Linked DNA regions of Mus musculus: region 1 is linked to region 2. A link is a contact called in public Hi-C data. All regions are on one chromosome and are shown on one strand. The core of a region is the stretch at or near the end of the contact, and the rest is flanking DNA. Distances in the headings are between cores, read along the strand shown. Region 1 overlaps Ankfy1 (ankyrin repeat and FYVE domain containing 1). Region 2 overlaps Gm51906 (a long non-coding RNA gene).

What was found. A called contact is a pair of places that touch in the nucleus more often than the background predicts.
Region 1: a contact with region 2 is called in a Hi-C map of the CH12 cell line, with 6 times the contacts expected there. The contact joins two enhancer-like sites. A contact is called at or near these places in 3 of 39 promoter capture datasets (the C10 cell line, embryonic stem cells and hippocampal neurons), 11 of 15 datasets of contacts at CTCF or cohesin (CD8 T cells, the G1E-ER4 cell line, the NIH/3T3 cell line and 5 more), 211 of 484 Hi-C or Micro-C datasets (the 3T3-L1 cell line, 3T3-L1-derived adipocytes, the AML12 cell line and 105 more), 52 of 115 datasets of contacts at active chromatin or transcription factors (the 230-238 cell line, CD8 T cells, DN3 thymocytes and 35 more) and 5 of 9 other capture datasets (adipose tissue, embryonic stem cells, embryonic tail and 2 more).

The regions. Positions count from the first base shown.
Region 1 is chr11:72,716,278-72,723,760 of GRCm38.p6, reverse strand. It overlaps Ankfy1 (ankyrin repeat and FYVE domain containing 1), which reads right to left. Exons shown (of 25, transcript NM_009671.5): 4 at 998-1,133. Among named protein-coding and RNA genes, the nearest start is that of Ankfy1, 30 kb to the right of the region's middle. Within about 2 kb of position 5,395, at least 15 of the 459 cell types and tissues checked have an H3K27ac peak or open chromatin away from gene starts, as enhancers often do. A contact at or near this core is called in the CH12 cell line, Th1 cells and Th2 cells, where this site is marked.
Region 2 is chr11:72,571,338-72,578,099 of GRCm38.p6, reverse strand. All of the region lies in intron 2 of Gm51906 (a long non-coding RNA gene), which reads left to right. It also overlaps the pseudogene Gm12712. Among named protein-coding and RNA genes, the nearest start is that of Spns3, 24 kb to the right of the region's middle. Within about 2 kb of position 1,384, at least 85 of the 459 cell types and tissues checked have an H3K27ac peak or open chromatin away from gene starts, as enhancers often do. A contact at or near this core is called in the CH12 cell line, Th1 cells and Th2 cells, where this site is marked.

The DNA.
Region 1 (7,483 bases), core at 4,146-6,645, 140 kb before region 2:
GAATTCATATTTATGTAATTAAAAACCTCAATAAACAAACAATAATTAACTAGAGGACTTCAATAATAAAGTTAGTTGTGCTAATTATCTAATCCTAAATACCTTGGACTCGTCTATGTTTAAATTAGATATTAAAACAGTTCTCAGGCCCTCATAACTTATAGGTAGTTGGAAAGATTTGGTCTATGGATTCTGTGAGGTTCTGGGGCAATCCTAAAGGAAAACTCCCTCACAATAAAAAAAGAGCAAGGAGCTCCTGGTAGCCAAGTCTCTCTTTGATCTCCTGGGGAAGGGCAAACAAGTAACAAATAGACTGAATGAGGAACACATGGTTGAAACTACCCAGGAGAGGGGCCCCTTTTCCCCACACACCCAATAGAAAAGGAGATGGTGAAGTACTGTAAGACGATTACATCAACCTCACTGGTCACCAAGAGACACAGCCACAGCACACGGACAGCATTCTGCTTGGCACCATCTGATAACATTTTGTCTCTTACTGTTCTAAAATGCTAACTTCAGAGAGGAACAAAGAAAATGCACCATAAAAACATATCATGCTAGCTCCTTGGGACCTAAAAAAGCAGCTAGCTTCAATGAAGTAAGCCCTTATTGATACTGGCTACAAAACCTAGTGAACCAAAAAGTACTGAATTTAAGTACTAAAGTGCTTCCAAAAAGGAGTGTTGACCAAAATGTAGTATAATGAAAGGCAAAGTCAAGAATCTGGAGGCTGGATTCTATTCGTCTATATCTATTGGCTAATTTACACCATCACATACTCTAAGGTAACAAACAGTCGAAGACAGAGAAAACCAACAGCACTGGCAAAGTGGAGCTTACCAGAAACACAAAGCTACAGAGAAACCAGCTTCTCCTACATCACATTAAAGAACCCCAGCAGTTATCACATGGCAGAAGCTGCTTTCCCAGAGCCTGGCACAAGTAAGCTTTGCCACCACCTTGCAGAGCCTTGAATACATCTGCTGTGACTTGCCTCTCCCTAAGGAGCTGGAGCTGAAAGCGATTGGCCAGTTTCATCAATTCAGTCAGGAACACATCATCCTCTCTGAACTCTAACTCATCCGTATAGATCCAGCGAAGCATTGTCATTGTCACCTCAGGATTCGCATCTAGTTAGAGAAAGAAAGTAGATGACACACTTAGCCCTTCTAGAAGTAACCCTAAAATCTGTGCTTAGAAAAGTAAATTATGGTACAGCTAACTCAAGGAAATACAATGTAACAGGGTCCCAGACCTTAACACGACTAATGCCATGATGGAAGTGCCATTTAGGCCTTGGAACCTAGCATGTAAGCAGCAAAACACCTGCCAAAACAAAAACAAAGACCTATACTTCTGGAAAAGTGCATGAATGTATTAACCTTGCTTTCTGACTTCTGTAACTCTGCTTCTGACTAATTATTCTTGCTACCTGAGGTTATGTCAACCCAGGATATGCTTTTTATATTTAAACTCCCACTCTGAGAAAGGCTTGGAACTGCATTCAGGTCCCAAACACCCAGTAAAATTGTAGGTTAGCTGATCTTCTCTGGTAGATACTTCCTAACAATACAGCCATTAAAATGGTAACAGTCGAAGCTAGAAAGATGGCTCAGGAGTTAAGAGCACTGGTTGCTCTTCCAGAGGACCTGGGTTTAATTCCACCCCCCCCCCACCTCTCTCTCTCTCTCACACACACACACATACACACACGCAGAGGCAAAACACCAATGAACATTAAAAAAAAAAAAAACAGTGACAATCTGTCTGAGTCCAGAAAAATGTTAAAAGTTTTGTATGAGGAAGCAATAGGGTCAAATTTGTTGGGAAAATACTTGAAACATTAAAAAAAAAATTAATGAAATTTCCTCTTCTTTTTAAAAAAATTTTTAGGCAAGGTTTCTCTGTATCTGTAGCTCTCCTGGAACTCACTCCATAGAGCAGGCTAGCCTCGAACTCAGAGATCCACCTGCCATGCCTCCTGAGTTCTAGGATTAGAGGTGTGCAATTCCATGCTCAGCAGAATTTCTAATAAAAGATCCTATAGATAAAAACAAGAAAATAGATACCTAATAGAAATATGAGCAATGTATATAAAAATAAGTGATCCATGAAAATAAAAGCACCCAGTAAGATTTACCAATAACCAAATACATATTTAAATGTACATAGTACATTTTTTTGTATCTCAAAGGATTTGTTTTTGTTCTGCTTTGTTTTTGTTTTGAGAGGGTTTCTCTGTATAGCCCTAGCTGTCTTAGAACTTACTCTGCCTTCTCAGTGCAAGTATTAAAGAGTGCATCACTACTGCCTGGCTTATTTACTCATTTTTAATCACTTTTTTGCAGTACTGGTGATTAAAAAGACTTTATTTTATGTGTATATATGTATGGCTGTGTACCAATTATGTTCCTGATGCCTAAGGAGACCAGAAAAGGATGTTGGGCCCCCTGGAACTAGAGTTACAGATGGTTGTATCCCATTGGGTGCTTACTGGGAGTCAATCCCAGATTCTCTATAGAAGAGCAGTCAGAGCTCCACTGAGCTACTGTCTTAGTCAGGGTTTCTATTCCTACACAAACATCATGACCAAGAAGTGAGTTGGGAAGGAGAGGGTTTATTCAGCTTACACTTCCACATTGCTGTTCATTACCAAAGGATGTCAGGACTGGAACTCAAGCAGGTCAGGAAGCAGGAGCTGATGCAGAGGCCATGGAGGGATGTTACTTACTGGCTTGCTTCCCCTGGCTTGCTCAGCTTGCTTTCTTTTTTTTTTTTTTTGGTGGTGGTGGTTTATCGAGACAGGGTTTCTCTGTGTAGCCCCGGCTGTCCTGGAACTCACTCTGTAGACCAGGCTGGCCTCGAACTCAGAAATCCACCTGCCTCTGCCTCCCAAGTGCTGGGATTAAAGGCGTGCGCCACCATGCCCGGCCTCAGCTTGCTTTCTTATGGAACCCAAGACTACCAGCCCAGAGATGGCACCACCCACAAGAGGCCCTCCCCCCTTGATCACTAACTGAGAAAATGCCTTACAGCTGGATCTCATTTTTGCTTCATGTATTTGAGAGTATAAATGTACCATTGTGTAAATACATATATATCTAAATATACTATACATTCATTGATTGGCTCTGTCTATTCATCAATCAATCAATCATAAACCTGAAAATATGAACTCAAGCATAATTCATGATTTTTCTTTTACTTTGATTTTTACTTAGTAAATATATTATTTATTTTTTAAAGTTAAAAACTATACTTGCAGGAAATGTTTATTATAAAAATAATCATTTAAGATATCTAAAACTAGTGCTGAGGATGTGGCTTAGCTAGTAATAATTGCCTAGTATGAAAGAAGCCTTGGGCCAAGCCGGGCGGTGGTGGAGCACGTCTTTAGTCCCAGCACTCAGGAGGCAGAGGCAGGTGGATTTCTGAGTTCGAGGCCAGCCTGGTCTACAGAGTGAGTTCCAGGACAGCCAGGGCTACACAGAGAAACCCTGTCTCGAGGAAAAAAAAAGAAAAAAAAGTCTTGGGCTGATCCCAAATGACATAAAACCAGGTGTAGTAGTACATACCTGTAAGCAATTGGGAAGCAGAAGAATCAAGTTCAAGGTCATCTTTGACTATATACTGTGAATTCTAAGCCAAGCTGGACTACTTGATGCTGTCTCAAAAAACAAAACAAGCAAACAAACTACCCTATACTGTTATTTCTTTTTTTTTAAAAAAGACTTATTTATTTATTTATTTATTTATTATATGTAAGTACACTGTAGCTGTCTTCAGACACACCACAAGAGGGCATCAGATCTCATTACGGATGGTTGTGAGCCACCATGTGGTTGCTGGGATTTGAACTTCGGACCTTCAGAAGAGCAGTCGGGTGCTCTTACCCACTGAGCCATCTCACCAGTCCCTATACTGTTATTTCTATTAAATCAGCTCTCGGTCAAAATATAGAAAGTGATGCTCAAGACAAGTTAAAGTCACAGTTTGCATAAAGGTTCTCCAAGAGTAGTCCTGAGCAAGCCGACTCCTAACAGAGTTTAACGCTCAAGCCCACTCAGGCCCAGTGAGGAAAACTGGGGATGGCCCCAGCATCTGCACTTTAGCAAGTCTGTTAAATTATTGTGATGCTCACTGAGGTTTCTGGGAGATCATAATCAATTCTTAGTTATCAAAGAAAACCACAATAAGGACTAGGAATACATTATTAATAACTAGGCAACAACAGACCAGCTCTGATTAGCCTTTTATTACAACTAAGCACAGTAAGAAGGATGAGCTGAAGGGAGTGATGTTGAATAGAACGAAGAACCTGATGTACTTAAAGCAGATTAGCCTGCTAAAACAACCAAACTGACAGGGGTGGGTCAAAAACAAATAATGCTGCTTCTTTTTTCCTTTGTCTTCCTCAGTAATGTAGTAACAATAGTGAACATTTTTCATTTTACTTTCTTTTTGATTTTTGAGACAAAGTTATGTCAAGACAGCCCCAGCTAGCCTGGCCTGCAGCTCATAACCCTCCTACCTCAGCCTCCTAAGTATTGGGATTACATGAATATGTCACCAACCCAAGTAAAATTACTATCCCAGGATTGCGGTAAAGAGTAATACTAAACTTTAAAGAATTGATAAGCTAGCATAAGAGGAAAACAAATGCACACACACACACACACACACACACACACACACACACACACATTCATCCAGAAACACTGAACAATCAGCCTTCTTGACATAATGGTATTTAAAGAACGCTAGATATACCTGGTCTTGGTCCACACACATAATCCCAGCTCTCAGGACAGTGCTGGATTATATAGTATATATTCTGGACAGGAGGATGACAAGTTGAAGATCAGCCTAAACAACATAGTAAGCTCTAACACAGCCTGGGTAACATAGCAAGACTCCACCTCAAAAGAAACAATAAAAATGACGGTGGCATTGTCAGCGGCAGAGCACTTACCTAGCATTTGAGAGGTCCTGAGTTCAATCCTCAGTGTTGTAAATAAGCAAAGCACTATATGCAGCAACTGCAGTACATTCTCTTTTCCAATGCACATAGTATAGTCACTAAGACAGATATACACTCAGCCATTAAACAAGTGTCTCATGTAGCCCTGACTAGAATGTCACTGATAATGCAACAAAGTACATTTCATGAGTCTCATAACTGAAGTATCAAAAGATATTAGCTTAGTCTTAATATCTTTCAAACGAATGTAATTTTCAAATTTTTATTATCTTTTGTAATCTTTGTAAACTATATGCCTGTAGAGTTACTTCCACACATTTTATGAAAAACACTTTCATAATCAAATGGCTCTTGGAAACTATGCTAATTTTATTCTACAGGTGGTTAGACACAGTTTCAAAAGATTTCATTCTGAACAGGAAACGCCATAGCTCTGAGTGTGCCCACAGGGACTGGAGCCTCACAGGAGAGAGAGACCTTCCTTCCACATAGGCCTTTGTATTCTAGCTGTGAATGGCATGGACCCACACATCTGCATTTATGCTTGTTTATTTGCGCTTACAAGGGAGAACTAAAGGCTTCAAGTTAAACCTTAGAAGTTATCATAAAGATAATCCACTCATTGTGGGGCGGCAGTGGTGGTGTGTCTCTTTAATCCCAGTAGTTGGGAGGCAGAGACAGGAGGAGCTTTGTGAGTTTAAGGCCAGCCTCGTCTACACAGTGAGTTCTAGGATAGCTAAGGCTTTGTAGAAAAACCTTGTTTCGGGCTGGTGAGATGGCTCAGTGGGTAAGAGCACCCGACTGCTCTTCCAAAGGTCCGGAGTTCAAATCCCAGCAACCACATGGTGGCTCACAACCATCCACAACCATCCGTAACGAGATCTGACTCCCACTTCTGGAGTGTCTGAAAACAGCTACAGTGTACTTACATACAATAAATAAATAAATAAATAAATAAATCTTTAAAAAAAAAAAAGAAAAACCTTGTTTCAAAAATACATTAAAAAAAATACAAAAGATAATTCACTCACAACAGAAAAATCTGTTCTCTTAAATCCAGGAGATCACACCTATTCTTGCTATACAGCACTGCTTAAATGTTAGGCAGCCCTGGCACCTTATGTATTAGCCCAATTCAAAACAGCACACACATACACATACAACAACTACTTTGTTAGATTTGTAACCACTGCCTGAAATAATTTAACAGTCCATTACATCTCCCAGCTACCAATGAGCTACACTCCAAGACCAATGTCCCATTTTAATACCCTGACAATCTTCATCTCGTAATTCTTGCAATAGTTTACTAATAGCAGAGTTCAATATAAACTTTTGTTTTGTACCTCATTCTCAAGAGCGATTAAGCAAGTACTAATACAATACGATTTTAGGTGAACTTCTGAAAACCATGTTTTAAGTCCATTCCATTTACTTCCACATTTAGTTAAAAATTATAAAGACTCTGTAACATAAGATAACAATGTAACATAAAATAACAATATCCATATAAATAATTTGGTACATCTACTAAAAACATTTCTTAAAATTCCATTTATTTGTGTGTATGTGTACATATGCCATGATGCATATGTAGAAATTAGAGAACAACTTGATGTGGTGAGTTTTTTCCTTCTAATATGTGAATCCTGGGGATCAAATTCAGGTCATTAGGTTTGGCACAAATGCCTTTACTCAGTGAGCCATCCCCAGGTCCTATTAAAATTTTAGAAGAAATTTACTACATATGTTTAAGATATATAACATGTTGTCAAGAGATATACATATAACTGGACATGGTGGCACAAGCCTTTAATCCTAGCACTTAGGAGGCAGAGCAGATAGACTGCTGTGAGTTCCAGGCTAGCCTAGGGTACACAGTGAGATGTTGTCTCAAATAAATAGAGATACACAAATACAAATTACTCTACAGTGCAGCAGGAGAGATCTCAGCAGTTAAGAGCATATACTACCCTTGTACACTCCTGGTTCTCAGTACTCACACTGAAAGGACTACAACCAAATGTTAACTCCAGCTTCAGGGAAATCTGTCTTCCTATGTACCCATGAACAAATGTCTTTACCAATACACAAACACATACATACTAAAAATAAATCAGGCTAGAAATTTATCTAGCCATCAGTAGTTAGGAGCAAATATTATTGTGCAGAGGACCTAAGTTAGGTTCCCAGAAACCATACCAAGTAGTTCACAACTGTTACTCTAGCTCCAGGAAAATCCAAATTTCTCATGCACAAACACAAATATAGACATAGACACACACAAACAAATTTTAAAAATAAAAAAGATGAAATAAATCCTTAAAAAAAAAGTTCCCATTGCAAACTGAACATAGTGGCGCTCGCCTTTAACCCTAGTGCTTAGGAGGCAGAAACAGGTGGGTCTCTGAGGTGAGGTCAGCATAATCCACAGAGCGTCCAGGACTTGTGATGGGAGTGGAATTACCATGTTGAAACAAACGAACATTCACCATGTCA
Region 2 (6,762 bases), core at 135-2,634:
CGTTAGTCTGGTGAGCACAGATCCTGGGGAGCTGGAAGGCAAGCCCTGGGCCTTTGATCCCTTTCCTCCTACCCAGGTTTTTTCTGCCACCTTGTCTTTTCCAGAGCTTCTAGTCTCAGAAGATGTTCACGTGGCAGCAAGAACACCCGTTGTAGGACTGAGTAGCAAGCGTAAGAACTTGAGTTCTAATCTCTAGCACCAGGTACAACGAGAGACTCTGTTTTAAGAAAATAAGGTAGAAGACAATAAATGACGACGCTGAGAACTTGACCTGTGGCTTCCACTCATGCTCCCACACTCGGGCAAATCCTTGTGTATGCCCAAATACGAAAAGCAGTCATTGTAGCCAATCCCGGTGGCATACGCCTTTGATCCCAGCCCAGCATTCTGGAGGCAGTGGCAGGCAGATCTCTTGTGTTGCAGGCCAGCCTGATCTATGTAGTGAGTTCCAGGCAAGGGTCGGAGACCAGGACAAGGTGATATTCTGTCTCCCTTCCCCCACAAACACACGGATTGCTAGAGTGGAGTGAGGGTGTTCCTAGACGAAAGCATCTGACTAGCACACGTAAAAACCCACATTTGCCCCAGCACCACGCAAAATAAACATTAACAAAAACGTTCAAGACATTAAAGTCTTTTTTAGAGTTATGTAAATTTTAATTTTGAATAATACATTTTTATCCACTTGTGATATATATTTATGCTAAAACAATTTAATTGTTGGGGTTAGGGTACAATCAACGACAGAGCTCATGTTTAGCACTTAGCACACACGAAGTCCCAGAGTCAACAACACTGAAAAAAAAAAGTTGCTTATTGCAAAATTCAAGTTAACGATTCATAATGCTTTTGCTTCTACTGCGGCGGCGGCGCGGCTGCTGCTCCTCCCCTCCCCATCCTCCTATTCCTCCTCCCCTCCCCATCCTCTTCCTTTTCTACCTCCCTCCCTTCCATCATTCCTACTGGTGATGCGCCTACCTCCCAGGCTTTGTTTTCTTAGGACACTGAGGGCTTTTTACCTATATTAGCTCCAGGTTTGGTGCTCTCTTTCCCTCTTCCAGGCTAGACAAACTGAGCAGCCTAGAAGCAAGTGATTTCCGGAAGGTTCGGCTTAAAACAAGACACAGGGAAAAATCTCCGCCTTAGCTAATTTGAGTTCCCTCTCTGCACACTAGGACTGCTAGGATGGCCTCCCCCAAAAGATTTTCAAATGGGGTGAGATGGGGCGGAGAGCAGAGAGGCTCCCCTCTCCTTGCAGACTGGATAGGTTTTGATACTAGAATAGTCAAAACAGTTTTGCAACCAAGTGACTCTTAGTAATAACAATACCAACCTCGGTCATTTGCATAACTTCACAATTGACCAAGTGTGCCCCAAGCAGTTAATTAGAATGATAAAGAAAGCAGATGGTCGCACCAGAAGCCTGATGCACCCTTCTTGGGGACCTGGGAAGTTTCCGGGGCTTTCTCTTTTCCTGAGTGGATATCAGACAGACTCTGCCCGGGCCAACTTCCAGGAAGCTATAGGTGGCGAGCTCGACCTACTGGCTGCGCGCCGGATCTACGCTGAGCACACAGCGTGGTTCCACCTCTGCCTGGAATGTACCCTAGTGGGTCAGCAGGTACGACTAGTTTACAGTCCCCCAACTTACTGCCGGACTGAATTCCCTGTGGTGGGACCAGTCTGTATTCAGCCAGTTCCTGAAAGGTGAAGAATCAGACTTTGGTGAAACGGAAATGAGAGCCAGGGCCCATAAGGTGATTTAGGGACAGCTGGAGGGGCGGGGCTCGGGATACCTGCCAGGGGCCTAGAGGTTGGAGAGAATGTGATCAAAATGAATCATTTTCACCAGATGTTTCATTTCGGGCCCTTCTCCTCAGGTTCTCATCTCAGTCAGCAAAGGCTGCCCCCAAGTACGCGGGTTGGGAGTTTTCCTAACTCTTTTGGGGTAGGGACATGTCAGGAGCTGGGTGGTCCTTGTGCCTTCAGAATTTAAGGAGTGCCAGCCACAAAACCGAAGCTCATAAAGGAACTTTAGGGAATCTTTTAGAAAAACTAAAGTAACAAAACAGCATTGGCGAGGATATTACTATTCCCTTGCCCCCACCCCTCTTAACATCAGGGACTTGGGGGACTTGAGCTCAAGAGCGCTTGCCTCCCGCGCATTTCACCTCCGCCAGTCCTCTGTACTGGCAGAGGGGGTGGCTGGTGGTTGTGTGGGGTGGTGGTGGTGGTGGTGGTGGTGGTGGTGGTGGTAGTGGTAGTGGGTGTACATAATCATAATTAGTTCTGACTGGTGAAATGGCTTACCAGATAAAGGCACTTGCTGCCAAACCAGACCCCTTGAGTTCCATCTCCAGGACTCAAATGGTGAAAGACTACAATGATTAATGCAAACTGTCTTTTGACCTCCATGTACCATGGTAGGTGTGAACCCCCTCCCCCTCAAACATGCAAAAATAAATAAATTTTACTTATTATTTTTAAACAAAACAAAAACTAAAAACCAGGGTCTTGCTAAGTAGCCCAAGTTGACCCAAAACACTCTAACATCAGCCTTAGCATCCTGAGTGCTGGGATCACAGGTGTGTGTCACTAGGTCAGGCTTTAGAATTACGCTTGTGTTAAATCTTGGGGTGTGTGTATGTGTGGTGTGTTTAATTTTATTTTACTTTTAAAATATTTTACCCCTTGGGACTGAAGAGACACCTTAGCATTTAAGAACACTGGCTGCTCTTCTAGAAAACCAGGGTTCACTACTCTCCCCCATGTGGCAGCTCATAGGCATCGATTACTGCAGTGCTAGGGGATCAGGAACCCTCTCTGGCTTTCTTAGGGACTAGGTATGCTTAGGAGTGTATAGACTCACATGCAGACAAAAAAGATATACATAGAGTGCATCCATGCAGGCATACACAAAAATTATCAAAATATTTTTTCTCCAATCGTATGTATTTGTGTGTGTGTGTGTGTGTGTGTGTGTGTGTGTGTGTGTGTGTACATACCATGAGTGTGCCAAGAATATCTGGGCAATGGAGTTACAAGTAGTTGTGAGCCAACAAATCCATTCTCTGGTCATCTTTCTCACCCCATATTCTTTGTTAATTATGATGAGAAAAGCCAGGCATATTGACTCATGTCTGGTACTTGGGAGGAAGGCTGAGGGAAGAGGATTATGATCCTGGTCATCCTGGATAAGAGAGAGTCCTTGCCTCAAAAAAACCCAAAAAAAACAAAACAAACAAAAACCAAGCAAATGAACAAAACTCAGCACATGCCTTTCATCCAAGCACTCAGGGGGCAGAGGCAGGTGGATCTCTGTGAGTTCTAGGCCAGTCTAGTCTACAGAGGGAATTCTAGGACAGCCATGAAAACATAGAAAGACTCCATCTCAAGAAAACAAAATCAAACCCTCTCAAATAACAACAGCAAAAGACAGGCTGGAGAGATGGCTCAGCAGTTAAAAGCACCGACTGCTCTTTCAGAGGTCCTGAGTTCAATTCCCAGCAACCTCATGGTGGCTCACAACCATCTGTTATGAGATCTGATGCCCTCTTCTGGTGTGTCTGAAGACAGCTACAGTGTACTCATATAAAGAAAAATAAATAAATCTTAAAACAAACAAACAAACAAACCAAAACAACAACAGAGAGGGAGCAAGAAGGGAAGAGTAAGAGAGGAACAAGAGAGAGAGGAGGGGACAAACAGCCTCTTTCATAGTGGGTCAGGCCTACCTGGCTGTTGCCAGGTAACTGTGGGGTGAAGCATACCTGGCTGTTGCCAGGTAACTGTCGGGGGGTGGGGTAGGGGGAGTTTAGACAGACTGCTAACTCAGTCGGCTATCTGTACTTACTTCTTTGCCTTTCTGGTTTTTGTGACATGGTTTCTCTGTGTAGCCCGGCTGTCCTGGAACTCACTAAAACTCAGGAATCTACCTGCTTCTGCCTTCCAAGTGCTGGGATTAAAGGTAAGTGCCCAACACTTGTTTCTCAGTCTAGAACCCAGAATCACTGGCCTAGAGATGGCACCACCCACAGTGGTCTGTGCCCTCCTCCATCCATCACTAAGGAGATGCACTATTGGCTGGCCCTACAGCCCCATCTTGTGGAGGCATTTTCTTCATTGAAGTTCCCTTCTCTTAGGTGACTTTACCTTGGGTCACATTGACTTAGCCAGCACCACCTTGCCTTTACTCTGAGCCTGCTGTACCCTCACCAGCTTGCAAGAGGTGCATTGCTATTTTTAAAAATGTATTTATTTTTTATTTTATGTATATGAGTGTTTGCCTGCATGCGGTGGCTTTTAGGGTATCGGTACCACTCCCCCTATTCTGCTAAAGATGGAATACACATTTGTCTCTAGTTCTACCTGTTTTCTTCCTTCCTTCTTTTTTTCTTTTTTCTTTTTTCTTTTTTCATTCGAGAAAGGGTTTCTCTGTGTTGCCATGGCTACCCTGGCATTCTCTCTGGCTTGAACACAGATCTCTGCCTGCCTCTGCCTCCCTAGTGATTGGATTAAAGGCATGTGTCCTCACCACCCAGCTGTCCTACCTATTTTCAATTTGCAGTTACTTCAACAATTAAAAAAAAATCTTTTTGTTGTTCAGTGTGATGGCTCATGTCCTTAGTCCCAGTACTCAGAGACAGAGGCAGGTGGATATTTCTGGGTTCGAGGCCAGCCTGGTCTATAGAGCAAGTTCTTGGACAGCCACAACTACACAGAGAAACCATATCTTGAAAAACAAAACAGCTCTCCAGCAGCCGTGCAAGATGCCCAAAGGGAAGAAGGCCAAGGGGAAGAAGGTGGCCCCGGCCCCCGCCGTCGTCAAGAAGCAGGAGGCCAAGAAGGTGGTCAACCCTCTGTTCGAGAAGAGGCCCAAGAACTTCGGCATTGGATAGGACATCCAGCCCAAAAGAGATTTAACGCGCTTTGTCAAATGGCCCCGCTACATGAGGCTGCAGCGGCAAAGAGCCATCCTTTACAAGCGGCTCAAAGTCCCTCCTGCCATTAACCAGTTCACCCAGGCACTGGACAGGCAGACAGCTACTCAGCTGCTTAAGCTTGCCCACAAGTACAGGCCAGAGACAAAGCAAGAGAAGAAGCAAAGGCTACTGGCCCGTGCTGAGAAGAAAGCTGCTGGCAAAGGTGACGTCCCAACTAAGAGGCCACCTGTCCTCCGAGCAGGAGTCAATACAGTCACCACCTTGGTGGAGAACAAGAAGGCTCAGCTGGTGGTGATTGCCCATGACATAGACCCCATTGAGTTGGTGGTTTTCCTACCTGCCCTGTGTCGAAAGATGGGGGTGCCCTACTGCATCATCAAGGGAAAGGCCAGGCTGGGGCACCTGGTCCACAGGAAGACATGCACCACTGTTGCCTTCACACAGGTTAACTCGGAAGACAAGGGTGCTCTGGCTAAGCTGGTGGAAGCTATTAGGACCAATTATAATGACAGATATGATGAGATCCGTCGCCACAGGGGAGGCAACGTCCTGGGTCCTAAGTCTGTGGCTCGCATTGCCAAGCTGGAAAAAGCAAAGGCTAAAGAACTCGCCACTAAATTGGGTTAAATGTACATTAAGTTTTCTGTACCTAAATATAATTACAAAATTAAAAAAACAAAACAAAACAAAAACAAAGAAAGAAAATCCCTTCTGTAGCTTTGCAGGATGGCACAGTGCCTGTTACAAAGTCGTGAGGAGGCAGAGGCAGGAGAGAGAGAGAGAGAGAGAGAGAGAGCGAGCTTTTGTGGGGCAGAGATTTCCAGACTAAGGATTGGTGGGGGATTTTAAGCACCAAGCTTGGGGAGCTCAGGGATTTGGTGTATTTTCATGTTCAGGGATTGGTGGGGTTTTTTGTGGGAAGGAAGCTCAGAGATTGGTGGGTTTTCGTGCTCAGGAATTGGTAGCTTTTTTTTTTTTTCTCCTTCCTTCCCCCTTTCTCTACATGGGTCCATGAGTTAGGATGGTGTCTTAGTCAGGGTTTCTATTCCTGCACAAAACATGACCAAGAAACAAGTTGGGAAGGAAGGGTTTATTCAGCTTACACTTCCATACTGGTGTTCATCACCAAGGAAGTCAGGACTGGAACTCAAGCAGGTCAGGAAGCAGGAGTTGATGTAGAGGCCATGGAGGGATGTTCTTTACTGGCTTGCCTCCCCTGGCTTGCTCAGCTTGCTTTCTTATTGAACCAAGACTGCCAGCCCAGAGATGGTCCCACCCACAAGGGGCCTTTCCCCCTTGATCACTAATTGAGAAAATGCCTGACAGTTGTATCTCATGGAGGCATTTCCTCACCTGAAGCTCCTTTCTCTGTGATAACTCCAGCTGTGTCAAGTTGACAGGAAACCAGCCAGTACAGATGGGAAGTTCTTCCCAGTCTCAGGTGGCTTTGGCTGAGGCACCAATTCTCTGGAGCTGCTTGGGGAGGCTGGAGAGAAGGGGCTGACATTGCACAGCTCCTGTGATGGCTGCACACTGAGGAGGTGTCTAGGTGCCACCATTTTGACAGGTCCTGTGGGAACATCTATGGTGACTGTAAGCTAGGGCAGAAGGGTGGGGGGACAGCAGCTGCTGCTTTGATTACTTTTGTAGCACACTGCTTTAGGGACTGCAGAACCAACTCCTGAACGTTGTCCTTTGCCTTGTACTCATACACTGTGGAACGTGGAACACACACACACACTTTACATTTAAAACAACAACAACCACCACCATAGCAAACTAAAGAAAACCCTGAGACCCCAAGTAGTTGATCATAGGG